Regions from separate parts of the Ostrinia nubilalis genome. Here region 2 is linked to region 1. A link is a contact called in public Hi-C data. All regions are on one chromosome and are shown on one strand. The core of a region is the stretch at or near the end of the contact, and the rest is flanking DNA. Distances in the headings are between cores, read along the strand shown.

Region 1 (7,106 bases), core at 4,309-6,808:
CCATCAGCATTTCTATTAGATTGAGCGCACTTTTTACTAAATTGACTTCTCCGGCTGTTACAAGCTGCTGACAATTTTTTCTAATATAATAGACGAGAGGATCAAACAACCACTCACACACATTAAAAATATACTCTTCGTTTTCTTCGAGCCAAATTGGATTTAATGTGTTGAGCCACGATTTATAGAACGGCATGAATCCAAACGAAGCAGATTCCATGTAGATCATACCACATCTCGATACGGTAGCCGGGGAAGCTTGAGACAAATCCATAACTTCAAATATCATGGACATAACACTTGACATAGCCATTACTTCTCCTGATGTTAAGCAGAGTTTTTTATTATCATCCAGTACAGTATTCATGTTTTCTATCCAAACGGCATCTACAGGCCCATCAAAAACAATCCATTTCTTGACAGGAGTATCCTCAGAAGCAAAGTCTCGAAACATCGTTGCTACTATGCCGTCAGTCCATTCATATGATATTGGATCAAATGCTCCGTATAATTGACCCATAGTAACCGCTTTTGGATTGAGAACTTTGTATGTACATTGGCAACCTCCTGGCTGTTTTCTTTCCTCCATTAATGTTAAAGCTTCAGATAATATTTTTAAAGTCATAGATTTTCCCGAAAACGGGTCACCTACTAACATGAAACCATGCCTGACAATCATCATTTCATATGTCTGAATAACTTTTATCAGAAAACATTCCATTGGCTGGAGATTATTCTTTGCGCAAGCATCATCACACGCATTCAAGAAATTTACGTAATCTGGTTTCGGTAGCGAGATACCAGGAAAAAGGTCAGTGATAATGCCTTCAAACAGAGGCACGTCGAAAGACAAAAACTTTGGTAAATTAACATCGGTGATAGACCTAAGAAGCAAGATACTTTCATTCTCATTAGGGAAACTTCTTTTTAAATTACCAGCAGCCGATAACACCGTCTTGACTGCCCTCATACCGTAATCATAATGGTTTTGTGATGATAACTGTTCTGAGCAAAGGCGGTATGTAGTTACAATTTTTACAGATAAATTTCGTGCATCTATAAAGCCAAAAGAATACAGCGAAATTTCGCCAATCATAGCATAATCGGGAACCATCATGGCCACAGTACGAAATAGCACTTTGAGATTATCAGGTAATTCGGAACGACCTGCGTAACCGGGATTCATAGTAATACATACGTAACACGCTGGATTAAGTTTTAGTATAGTTCCTTCGAAATCAAACGTTTCCATGTGTTGTCTCACTGCTTGCACAATACAAAGTATTTGCTGGGCAATTACCGATAATACCTCTACTTCAATTCGGTTGAATTCATCAAAACATACCCAAGCTCCACAGGAAGCTAACCCTTTAAAAAATTTACCCATGGCTTTATAATCTAAACCATCAGAACAATTGAATACTACGCATTGCACAGCTAGAGCCTTTGCAAGATCTTTAGTAGTTTCTGTTTTGCCCGTGCCTGCTGGTCCTTCAGGTGCACCATTTAGATGGAGATAGTACGCTCCAATTAATGTACGATAGCAACGATCTGTCAACGGTGTTATGACTAAGCGATCGGAATTTCCTAAATATTCATATGCATAGTCAACCACAGCGTTTATTATTTTCACAAACACTCGTTCTTCTTCCCAATAATATCGCAATTGGGATAGCCATTGAAAGTCTGTTACTTCAGTGACATTTTTTCCTACCAAATCAAATATGACATCTTTAGCATGCACATCGATTACAATTAGTGCTTTGACAGTAATACTACTTAGTTTAGTTAAATCTGTACGCCGAATAACAGCTACAGTTTCATTCAGCTGTTTTGTTAAGCTTGTATGAAAAGCTTGAAGTTCGCTAAGTTTATGGGTACTCAAAGACTCATGAACATCGACAGCCCAATAAATTTGTGATATAGCTAGTACGACCATGCCTTCCCACGAAAGAATCCACTCTACTCTTCCCATATTGGGGTAATCATAATACGACAACTCTGTCTCCATTTTCACAGCTTTGAGCATCTGCTCCTCTACTTGCACCAACCATTTCTCCACTGAGCCTCTGGCTGCAGATACACTTATAATTTCCAAAAATTCTATTTGTTCTCCTTCCATTGATATCATAGACGAAATGTTAAACTCTTCATCAAAAACCAATCTATTTATACCTTCAAAACATTTCTTCAGATGTGGTTGTACTTTGAGAGGATTTTTAGTTTCTGATAATATTTCCAACATTTCATCGTTCGATAAGAAGAAAAATCTGGGGAAATACAGACGTTTTTTCTCCAGATAGTTATTAACACCATCGTTAATTTTTTCCAACATGCCGGAAGCTATCCTGAACGCTTCCAGTACTCCCATGCCGCCAGCGAGTTCAAGAGTGTGCGGATCTTTGTCAACAGAACCCATATAACGACGATATGTATTATTTACTTCCACGAACATAACTCCTTCTTCTGGCATTTGAGCCACGATATCTTTCGATGAAAATATTGGCAGCAAATACAACCATTGACTTTGTACTTTACCCCATTCATCTATGGTAGCATTCACTCTCATTATTTTTTCATACCATGCTCTGACTTGTGCTTCAAATGGTTTCACAAACGCAGAACCGCGCATTCCGACGGTTTTCACTATATGGTCATCTAAAACGCTTTGAATATCGTCAAGTCCAGACAGTATAAAAATTCCAGTGTCCTTATAAGGGCTAGTTTTGAAACAAATGTCAGTCCATTCGGCTATCATTTTATTAAGATTGGTGATTAGAGCCAGCTCTTTAGTCGCAGCCACGCTGATAATTTCATATTGATCAATTTCATCCCACAAATTAAAATTAATTATTTTGCGTAATGTTGTTCCAGCTGTAGGAGTCAAATCAAAACCGGCAATGTTGGACATCTCATCCCAGTGACGTTGCACTAATGCCGGATTACACATGATATGAGCCATTTGAACGTTAGGTCTCCATTCCTTAATTTCAGCTATAGCTTGAGCACATAGCTTCATTGGGGCAGGTAAATTATTTACATCAGGATCATCTACTAAACCTTGGAATCGTTTCTCGACACCTTCAGCGATTTGTTGTTTTATTTTGTTTTTATAGTTTTTAGATAGTTTTAAAAACTCTTTATAAAAGAAATCATGATCCTGTTCAATCTGATTATGATCCAAATATTCGAAAACTCCATCCATCCATGTATAGTAACTTCGTTTCCATCGATGTACAAGGTGTATAAGACAGTAAAATGGTAAAATAAAATCTTTGAGCTCTTCCAAGTCAGTATAACTTGACACCGGAAATTTAAAAGTAGTTTCTTCATTATTAATCCAAGTAACCAGTTTATCACATTCTCCAAGTCGGTGGACAAGCCTCCGCAAATACTCCAAATATTCAGATGTATGGTTGATATCATCCATATTATCAAGAAGTTCCAAATATGGCGTCATTTGAATAACTTCATTATTAAGGTATGCTATTTTAGACAATAAATTGTCTTCCATTTCTCCTTTAAACGTCTCATACGCAGCTGCATTTTTTTCAAATATTGGTTTAATGTCTCGCAACCAATTTACCGTGCGCGTATTGGATGCTACATGTTCTGGAGTTAGTGACGTCATTTCTAGAAGATTTGAAATTATTTCGATTTGTCTCATTATTCTTTCTTTTAGGGCTTCAACTAAAACAGTTTTAGCGTGTAAAATATAAACACCTTGCTCGATCAATTCAGCTGCATTTTCAGGTTCTTTCAGAGCTTTGGCTGCAATTATTTCAAATTCAGTGCAAATGCTATGATTTTCATCCATGTGAGTTCTGACTATACCCGCGATAATATCATTTATGAACTCCAATGCTTTTCGTTTCAGCCCATCTACCATTCTTAATTGACAAACGACGGAACAATTAAAATATTCGTTCTCAAGAACAGCTGTTATTTCAGAATCTATACTTTGAAAATATCTGATTTTATCACGACTTTCTTCAAACTCTTCAGCTTCTTCGATAAATTTATGTAAAGCTGCTTTGGCTGGAGCTCCATACAACATGTTATATTCAGCACGAAGGCGATCCAAATACTGAAGAAGCGGCTCAAATACAACATCCAGCTGTTTCTGCAATCTTTCATGGCCGTCTTTATGTAGCCATTCGTTGTAATGTACTGGCAGAGCATCGTGTGAATATGGTATTCTGAGATACTGTTCTATAGGCATTAATCTTTGCGATATATGAGATATTGCATCTGCAATATCATGAAAGGCACCATAAACAGTTTCAAGGGATGGATCGTATATGAATTCGCCATCAAAATCAAGCGCTATATTGAGAATTGGAACATAATCAGGATTTTTCAAGTAATCAATGATAGCATCAATCGATCTTCTCATCAATTCTTGTATCTGCATAGATATCATTTTGGTAGCACATTTCACGAAATCTGGAATTTTCTTTGGCTTCATTCCTTTAAGGCATCGTGGATTTTTTAACCATTGCACTAATATTGCATACCATGTACTGGAAACCAGATAGTCTGCACGTTTTATTTCTTCCATAACCTTAGTTTGAAATTCTTCCAAATCCATAGGGCCTCTGGCTCTATACTTCGCCAAGTTTATAATAAAAGGTGGAAAAGTTTTCTCGGATGATTCAAGCACGAGTCTAATAAAAGGATGCAGTAGTAGAGAGCCGTCTTGAAGTTTCTTCCGGAATTTGATCATTTTCTCGTAATTAGGTGTTACGCCATCAAATTTGAAATTGGGTTCAACGTATCGTTTACGGGAGACTCCGGGAACGTCGCGAATAACGATTCTGACGGCAAGATCGTGAAGGTTTCGGTTCCAGTCTGCCTTGCTTTCATTTATCAATTCCTCCATGATTACCGGGAACGACTGTCGCATTTTATTAGGTATCAGGCCACAAATTTTGGTTTCCCATGATTTGAGCATGGGCGGGGGTTGTATTTTGTCAGCGCATTCTTTCAGGACTGCTATGTGCCTGCACTGCGCGATCTCAAGGCGGTCGCGCTCTCGGCGTTCTAAAGGCGGACGAGCTATCTCCACCTTTCTCTCAGTGGCTTTCTCTTCAAGCACTTTTCGGAACTTGGCTTGTTTGTCCTGCAAATAATATTTTTCATTACTGGCGAGGTGCCATTGGCTAACATAAAAACAGTGGAATACCATCTAACTACGGCAGGTTAAATAATTACATTTACACATAAACATTACTCATCTATGACGACTATGGCGCTACAAATACTATGTTCACATACCTTTATTCGATTGTACGGTGGTAGAGGAGTAAATGGTAATTTGTCCATCTTGTGAACATCTGGTATGGGCAGCATAACTGGAACTCTACACCCATTTTTGGTTTGTAAAAGTTTTCTTAGCTCACTTTCTTCCATTTTGTTGCCTTTCTGAACAATCACATAATACGATTTAACAATAAGTTTTTGGTAAACAATAAAACTGAATATAAACCGTATTTGTAACAAAAAACACGTTTATTGAAAAATGTACACAAAATTCCTTTTCTTTGAAGAAGTCAATACTATTTCCATGACAACGGCGACGCGATGGTTATTTGACGTAGTTAAATAGTCAAAATCAAAAAAGGTTAAATGCAATTAATTAGTGTGAATGTCTTGGGCACTCTTGTGCGCGTTAATTCCTCTATGCTTGTGCGTGTCTTACTTTATAGCAGGAAATTGTATGAATTTTCGACTGAATAAATGCCGTCGCGTCTGCATGATTTTATTATGTACTATGGCAATGCTTTTTAAATGTGTAATTTTAACAATTTTGCAATATTTGACAGCGGGAATCGAACCCGCAACCAGGGAGTTGTGTCAAGCGAAGTGCGAACCACCGAGCCATCCAGAATGAAGACTAGTTGACTAATAATATTATTAGCAGTTCTCACAAACCTACATTATTAATAATAAAATTTTGCTAATATGGACAAGATTTAAGAGGTATTTGTATTTTTTATTAAAAAAAACTTAAGTCGGGGTTTTCAATAAAATAAAAGTATTATATTTTTTAAGTGAATTATATTCGCACAAACAATAAACAGATGCACAAATATAATATTATAATATGTACATACTTACTTACATTTATATATTTTTTACAAAATCCGTTCTTAAAAAAAATATTTACCTAATTTAACTAGAATATTCATCACAATAAAATATATGACCAGTTGATAATTTTACTTAGATATTGATGTGAAAAGATAGATAGGTAAGTAACGTATTTGTAACTTTATCAAGAGAACTATTTAAAACAATTTACCTCTTTCTCTAATTCGGGAGTTAGAGTTAGACATACATAATATTCCAATTTTGTTTCCACCTATATTTCTATTTTGCAACAATTTTTTGACATTTGGATTTGAATAATAAAATGAGGAGTGAACAAAAACTATCGAATACATTATCCTTACCCACTTTTGGTAATCAAGTTTTCTAAATCTATATTCAAATGATGAAACTGTTGTGTTTTAAAGTGTATTTCAAAAAATTCATTACATAAACATTATATAAAAGTTATTTAACTATTAACTAAATCCTCTTGTAGTTATATTTCATTATAATTAAATAGCAACTGCAAAAGAATAAAAAATTAGGCGATTTGTGATGATTTTTTAGACATTCTGAAATTATGAGATTCTGATATGAAAAATTGATGACGCGATGATGAATAATGTCAATAATAATAAAACATTTAAATCAATTGGCACAGATCTGGGGGCACGGCAGTGCCCCCGCCAAGTCGAGCGCGAAGCAAACACTGCCGTACCATCTTTACTGGAACCATTTCGCCGCATTTTCAGGCCCCTATTTGAGAACCTCTGGATAAGACCAGAACGCAGAAATTTTCGTCATCTAGTAAGCTATAATCACATACTTAAAATCCAAAATTTCAAGTCTGTAGGTCATTTAGTTCCGAAGTTAAGCGAAAGCAAAGTTTCGCATTTACGACACTCACGGCCGAATACTGAAACGCCATTTAAATATTTGACGGCTTCTCAAATAGTTAAGCAGCTCCTAAACTTACATTTCGCATACTCAAAACAATATCTGAGCAGTTCTCA
Region 2 (6,173 bases), core at 2,941-5,440, 160 kb after region 1:
TTAACCTAGCCGCAGATTACAGACTTTTTGTCGGCCGATAGTTGTGTTGGGCTGTTAAAGCTGAAGAAGTCTGTTTTGTTCCAGTTGACCCATAGCACCTTGGTACTATTACTTATTCTGTGCCATAGCGTGGTCTGATGATGGTAATGACGTTGCCGCGGGAATAGGCGGGCTTGTAGCGAATAAGAGAAGAACCGAGCCTAAAATAGTCTTTGCGATGTTCCGAGTTCCGAGCCTTAAAGTATATTCTCTGCGATGATCCGAGCCTTGAAGAAGCCTATTTTGTTCCAGTTGATCCTTAGCGTGGCCTGGTGATGGTTATGACGTTGCCGCGGGAATAGGCGGGCTTGTAGCGTTATAATGAGAGATGATCCGAGCCCTAAAGACTACTTGTATACTCTGAGATATTCCGAACCTTAAAGAAGCCTATTTTGTTCCAGTTGACCCATAGCGTGGCCTGATGGTAATGACGTGCGCGGCGGGCATGGGCGACGCGGCGCTGCGCGAGCGGCTGCCGGCGCTGTGGCGGCGCATCGAGGACGCGCACTACAGCTACCTCGAGACCGACGACAGCCCGGAGAAGCTGCAGCAGAAGAAGAAGCTGGAAGGTGAGGCCTCACAGGCAGCGGGCGGCGCCAGTGAGGCTGGTTTAGTGTCACGCGGACTGTCAGTGTGGATCGCTCCGCACAGCCGATCTGTATGAACTGCTAGGGAGCGGAGCGGTTCCTCCGGACCGCATTACTCTAAAACGCTCCCTAGAAGTTCATACGATATACGATCTAGGACGCGCACTACAGCTACCTCCAGACCGACGACAGCCCCGAGAGGCTGCAGCAGAAGAAGAAGCTGGAAGGTGAGGCCTCACAGGCAGCGGGCGGCGCCAGTGTGATGGTAATGTCGTGCGCGGCGGGCATGGGCGACGATCGAGGACGCGCACTACAGCTACCTCCAGACCGACGACAGCCCGGAGAAGCTGCAGCAGAAGAAGAAGCTGGAAGGTGAGGCTTCACAGGCAGCGGGCGGCGCTAGTGTGGCTGGATTTAGTGTCACACGGACTGTCAGTGCGGATCGCTCCGCACAGCCGATCTGTATGAACTGCTAGGGAGCGGAGCGGTTCCTCCGGACCGCATTACTCTAAAACGCTCCCTAGAAGTTCATACAGATTGGCCGTGCGGAGCGTGACACTAAAACCAGCCTGTGATAGTAATGACGTGCGCGGCGAGCATGGGCGACGATCAAGGACGCGCACTACAGCTACCTCGAGACCGACGACAGCCCGGAGAAGCTGCAGCAGAAGAAGAAGCTGGAAGGTGAGGCCTCACAGGCAGCGGGCGGCGCCAGTGTGAAGGTAATGCCGTGCGCGGCGGGCATGAGCGACGATCGAGGACGCGCACTACAGCTACCTCGAGACCGACGACAGCCCGGAGAAGCTGCAGCAGAAGAAGAAGCTGGAAGGTGAGGCCTCACAGGCAGCAGAGCGGATGTTAGTAGAAGTAGCAGGAGTGAGGCAGTTTCGCGACAACAGATCAGAAACAAAGGGATAGGAATTAGATACGTCTTGGGCCGCGCATCCACTAGAGGCAGCCTCAGGCCAAGCGGCGGCCTCATCCCGAGGCAGAGCAAGTGGAGACGCTTCCTCAATCTGCGGCACGCCGTGTCCTGAGGCAAAATCGTCGCCGCTAGCCGAGCCATATTGTGCTCGCATTGTCCTTGTTTATTACTCAGAAGTCAGACATCAACGCCATAAAAGTATTTTTAACCTTTCCTCCGTATTAAAACAACATCAGATTTTGGCTTGGTATTTCTATATAAGTTCGCTTTAGAAAATTCTGGACTAAATTTTATTCCCAAATCCATGTCTAACTCGTCCTTTCTTCCACAGACTACATAATCGAGTACCTGTCGCTAGTGCCTCACGAGTGCAAGTTCGGTCTGCCGGAGACGAGCAAGGTCTTCCAGCGGACCGTGAATGAACTGCCCGAGTTTAGTGCGTACCGCGCCGGTCTGGGCTGGGCGGCCCTGGCGCGGTACGCTGGGAACTTACTGGCCCAGCCTTGGAGGAAGGAGTATAAGGTTATACGGGTGAGTTAGTTATGATACTTATCTCATGTACGGCCACACCTAAGCGTAGTGCACATCGACCCATGGGGATCTTCTGTGCTTTACGGGTGAGTTAACGTGCAGGCCCCTCTTTCCCCCTGGGCATTTTGGGCACGTGCCCAGGGCCCTGCGACCGAAGGGGCCCCCATCTGCTCAAAAGACCTTTTTTCAGATGATAAAGGTCCCCCTTGATCCTTAAGTCCCCAGGGCCCCTAGTAGGTTAAAAACGGCCCTGTTAACGTGGACGGAGTTTCTGTGAAGACGGCAGGAGATACTAGAGAAGTAGGAGTTATAAGCTAAATACGCTGAGTCAGTGACTGAGGTTTGGGAGCGGAAAGGTGTTTATGTTAAGGAGTTGCCCGAGTTTAGTGCGTACCGCGCCGGTCTGGGCTGGGCGGCCCTGGCGCGGTACGCCGGGAACTTACTGGCCCAGCCTTGGAGGAAGGAGTATAAGGTTATACGGGTGAGTTAGTTAAGATACTTATCTCATGTTATTTTATGTATTATATTTATGGATTATAGGGCCACGCCTGTGTAGTGTACATAGACCTATAAGGATCTTCTGTGCTTTACGGGTGAGTTAGCGTTGCCAGAGTTACTTAAAGACGGCAGGAGATACTAGAGAAGTAGGAGTTATAAGCCAAATGCGCTGAGTCAGTGCCGGAGGTTTGGGAGTGGAAGGTGTTTTTGTGATGTCAAACGTCAGCGAGACGTATTCTACGCTCTGTCATGTCATATATCCCCTGACTCAGTTATGTGCTAAACCTTAGATGTTATTTCTCTTTCTAAATATCAACATAAAATATTTAATTTCAGAAAGGGCGGGTCGCTACCGACTTACGCGATTCTTTCGTTTCGCGAAGAGATGTTTCTTTTAATTGTCCAAGATGAATGCGTGTATGTACCATCTCAAAACTGACTAGCATTGTGATGATGATTGGTTTCGAATTCAATTAAAATTCACCGAACAACCGGACCGGCACATATCTGTTGCAAAATTACAATCGAAGTTAATAGATCGCAGCGACAATGCTTCTTTCGGAATTATTATGCGGTCACGCCGCTGTGGTTTGTGGTTAGCGTCTGCTAAGAACTCGCATCTTTTCACATGTTAATTACGAATGCTATTAATTATTATAATCATGATGATCATCATCATTTTAGAAATATGTGCTCTAATATGCTTCAACCACACCAACTCGTGCAGATCGCCATCGTCGACCATCATAGGCCAGTGACAGGTCGCGCGACCTGTCTTTGGCATAGGCCATAGGATCGCGCCGGTGAAGACAATCTGTACACGTTGGTGTGGTTGAAGCTTTACACAACTCAACTTTAAAGGTTCCTGTTGAAAATGGTGATGAAAAATGCCCCAGTCTATCTTGATCAATGAGTGAGTCCCTCTTTGGCGGAGGCACACGCAGTTTATTTTGTTTGCGATTGTGTTTTGTCTTGTATTTGTGTTTGTCCAAACACTGACATCAAGCTGTTGGCAATCTTGTTTTGCGATTGTGTTTTGTTTGTAAGTCAAATAAAGTTATTAATTTCTAAATTTGCAGTTATACTGCGGCTACTTCAAGCACGAAGTCGAAGCGAACATGGTGGGCGCGGAGACGCTTCTGCACGCGATGGGATACAAACCGGCGGGAGCGGGGCGGCTGGCACTCGACGCTCCCATCTGCCCCGACATGGTGGCGGCCATCTCCCGGGACGCGCTCGTGGCGCAGTGCGAGTGCCAGGTTAGTGAACCCGAGCCCTTGAGTAGGCGGGGCCAGTGGGGCGTCAGAAGCTGGCGGGCGCGGGGCCGCTGGCACTGGACGCTCCCATCTGCCCCGACATGGTGGCGGCCATCTCACGGGACGCGCTCGTGGCGCAGTGCGAGTGCCAGGTTAGTGAACCCGAGCCCTTGAGTAGGCGGGGGACAGTGGGGTGTTACAAACCGGCGGGAGCGGGGCGGCTGGCACTGGACGCTCCCATCTGCCCCGACATGGTGGCGGCCATCTCCCGGGATGCGCTCGTGGCGCAGTGCGAGTGCCAGGTCAGTGACCCGAGCCCTTGAGTAGGCGGGGCCAGTGGGGCGTTAGAAGCCGGCGGGCGCGGGGCGGCTGGCACTCGACGCTCCCATCTGCCCCGACATGGTAGCGGCCATCTCCCGCGACGCGCTCGTGGCGCAGTGCGAGTGCCAGGTCAGTGACCCGAGCCCTTGAGTAGGCGGGGCCAGTGGGGCGTTAGAAGCCGGCGGGCGCGGGGCGGCTGGCACTGGACGCTCCCATCTGCATGGTGGCGGCCACATCTCGGGACGCGCTCGTGGCGTAGTGTGAGTGCCAGGTCAGTAACTCACTTTCAGCTAGCTTGGGGTAAGAGAAAATGGTGTTAAGACGGAGGCTTCGATATTCTAAGACTGCTAGGTGTTGGCGTATAGATGAGATGCGATAACAAGCTGATGGGCGGCGGCTATACTCGGACTTTCCCTATGGTATTGATTGGATCAGAAATTAGGAGATCCTTAGGATAAACATAGCCAAATTTAAGTGGCAGAAGGTGGGACGGGACACAGCTCGTAAAAATGTGCCGGCATAATAAACATTCTGTTCACTAGAGCAGTGTTTTTCAACCTGTGGGTCGCGACCCCCTGGGGGGTCGCCAAGCCTCTATAGGGGGGTCGCAAGAGGTCATAAAAACTACCTCAGTAAAAAAAACATTAGTTACAAAGACAGATTTATCCGAAATCTTAATTATGCAATTGCATTAAAATGTTGTATGGATTGAAGTATTCGGTCCATACAAACATCTTTGTAACGTTATAAAATGCATGAAAAAAAAGCGAACGGTCGGGGGGTCGCCAAATATTTTTTCATACGGGAGTCGTGTCATGAAAAAGGTTGAAAATCACTGCACTAGAGTATCCAAGGTTCTGGTCAAGTTTTGATCAAAGTTTTTTGTTCCAGATTATGTCTCAAGTGTGGGAGGCGGTATGGGGCGGTGGCGCGCGTGTTTCATGGGCTGACGTGTGCCGGGAGCGCGCCGCACGCGCTTCTGACGCCGCCGCCGCCGCCGCGAGACTTGCCGCCGCCGCTGATGGCGCTAATGTGCACGGTATGAGTGATAGAGAATCGGCCTTATGTCTGTTGGTATAGATCAGGTGTGGCCAACCGGTCGATCGCGACTATTAGTCCAGTCGATCGTGGCAAGGCAAAAAATACTACATGATTGTGTATGTACTAAACTATGCTGTTTCATTTAAAATTTCAAGAAGTATGTAAGTGGTAGATCACCCAGGGTTTCGTTAGTAAACAGTAGATCTTATGTCTAATCAAGTTGGCCACCCCTGGTATAGATAGATAATGTCGCAGGTGTGGGAACGTGGTGTGTGCCGCCTTCGCCGCCGTTGACGGTGCTAATTTTCACGGTACAGGTGGGTCAGCCTTAGATCTTGTAGTTCTATAGTCTGGTCTGTGAGCACGTAGAATTTTGTCTAACGACCCCAAGCTGCCCATCCTTATCGCTCGCGTGTAATTATGTTGCTGTCGCGCTCGCATACTCACTGCGGGCGCCCGTCGCACAGTCGCGACAGCAATATAATTACGCGCGAGCGATAAGGATGGGTAGCTTGGGGTCATTGGACAAAATTCTACGTGCTCACAGACCGGGCTTTAGATTGTCTCAAGTGTGGGAGGCGGTATGGAGCGGTGGCGCGCGTGTTTCATGGGCCGACGTGTGCCGGGAGAGAGCCGCACGCGCTTCTGACGCCGCCACCGCCGCCGCCGCGAGACTTGCCGCCGCCGCTGATGGTGCTAATGTGCACGGTATGAGTGATAGAGAATCATCGGCGTTATGCTATAATGAATAAGAGCTATTCGTGCACTTTGCTTACCAGTGTCGAGAGTAGGTACAGTGTGTTTTATTTTTTTATTGAAGTGCTTTTTTATTGAATTTAGGCTTCGTGCAAGTGTCTTCATTTATTTCTTACATAATTGGATTAATTTTAAACTTTCGCGTTGCATAATTGAATTAATTTAAACAAGTTTTAACGCGATACGCGGATAGGTAACATTGAAATATAACTTGTATTT

The links. Hi-C and Micro-C count contacts between places; a contact is called where the count stands out from the background.
Region 2: a contact with region 1 is called in a Hi-C map of whole larva, with 2.5 times the contacts expected there. The contact joins the promoter of LOC135080010 here to the promoter of LOC135079999 in region 1. A contact is called at or near these places in 2 of 5 Hi-C or Micro-C datasets (whole body and whole larva).

The regions. Positions count from the first base shown.
Region 1 is chr17:8,285,454-8,292,559 of ilOstNubi1.1, forward strand. It overlaps LOC135079999 (dynein axonemal heavy chain 12), which reads right to left and starts at 5,559. Exons shown (of 2, transcript XM_063974664.1): 1 at 5,278-5,559; 2 at 1-5,122. The coding sequence starts at 5,412.
Region 2 is chr17:8,447,495-8,453,667 of ilOstNubi1.1, forward strand. LOC135080010 reads left to right here and starts at 4,191. Exons shown (of 5, transcript XM_063974679.1): 1 at 4,191-4,286; 2 at 5,049-5,196. The coding sequence starts at 4,236.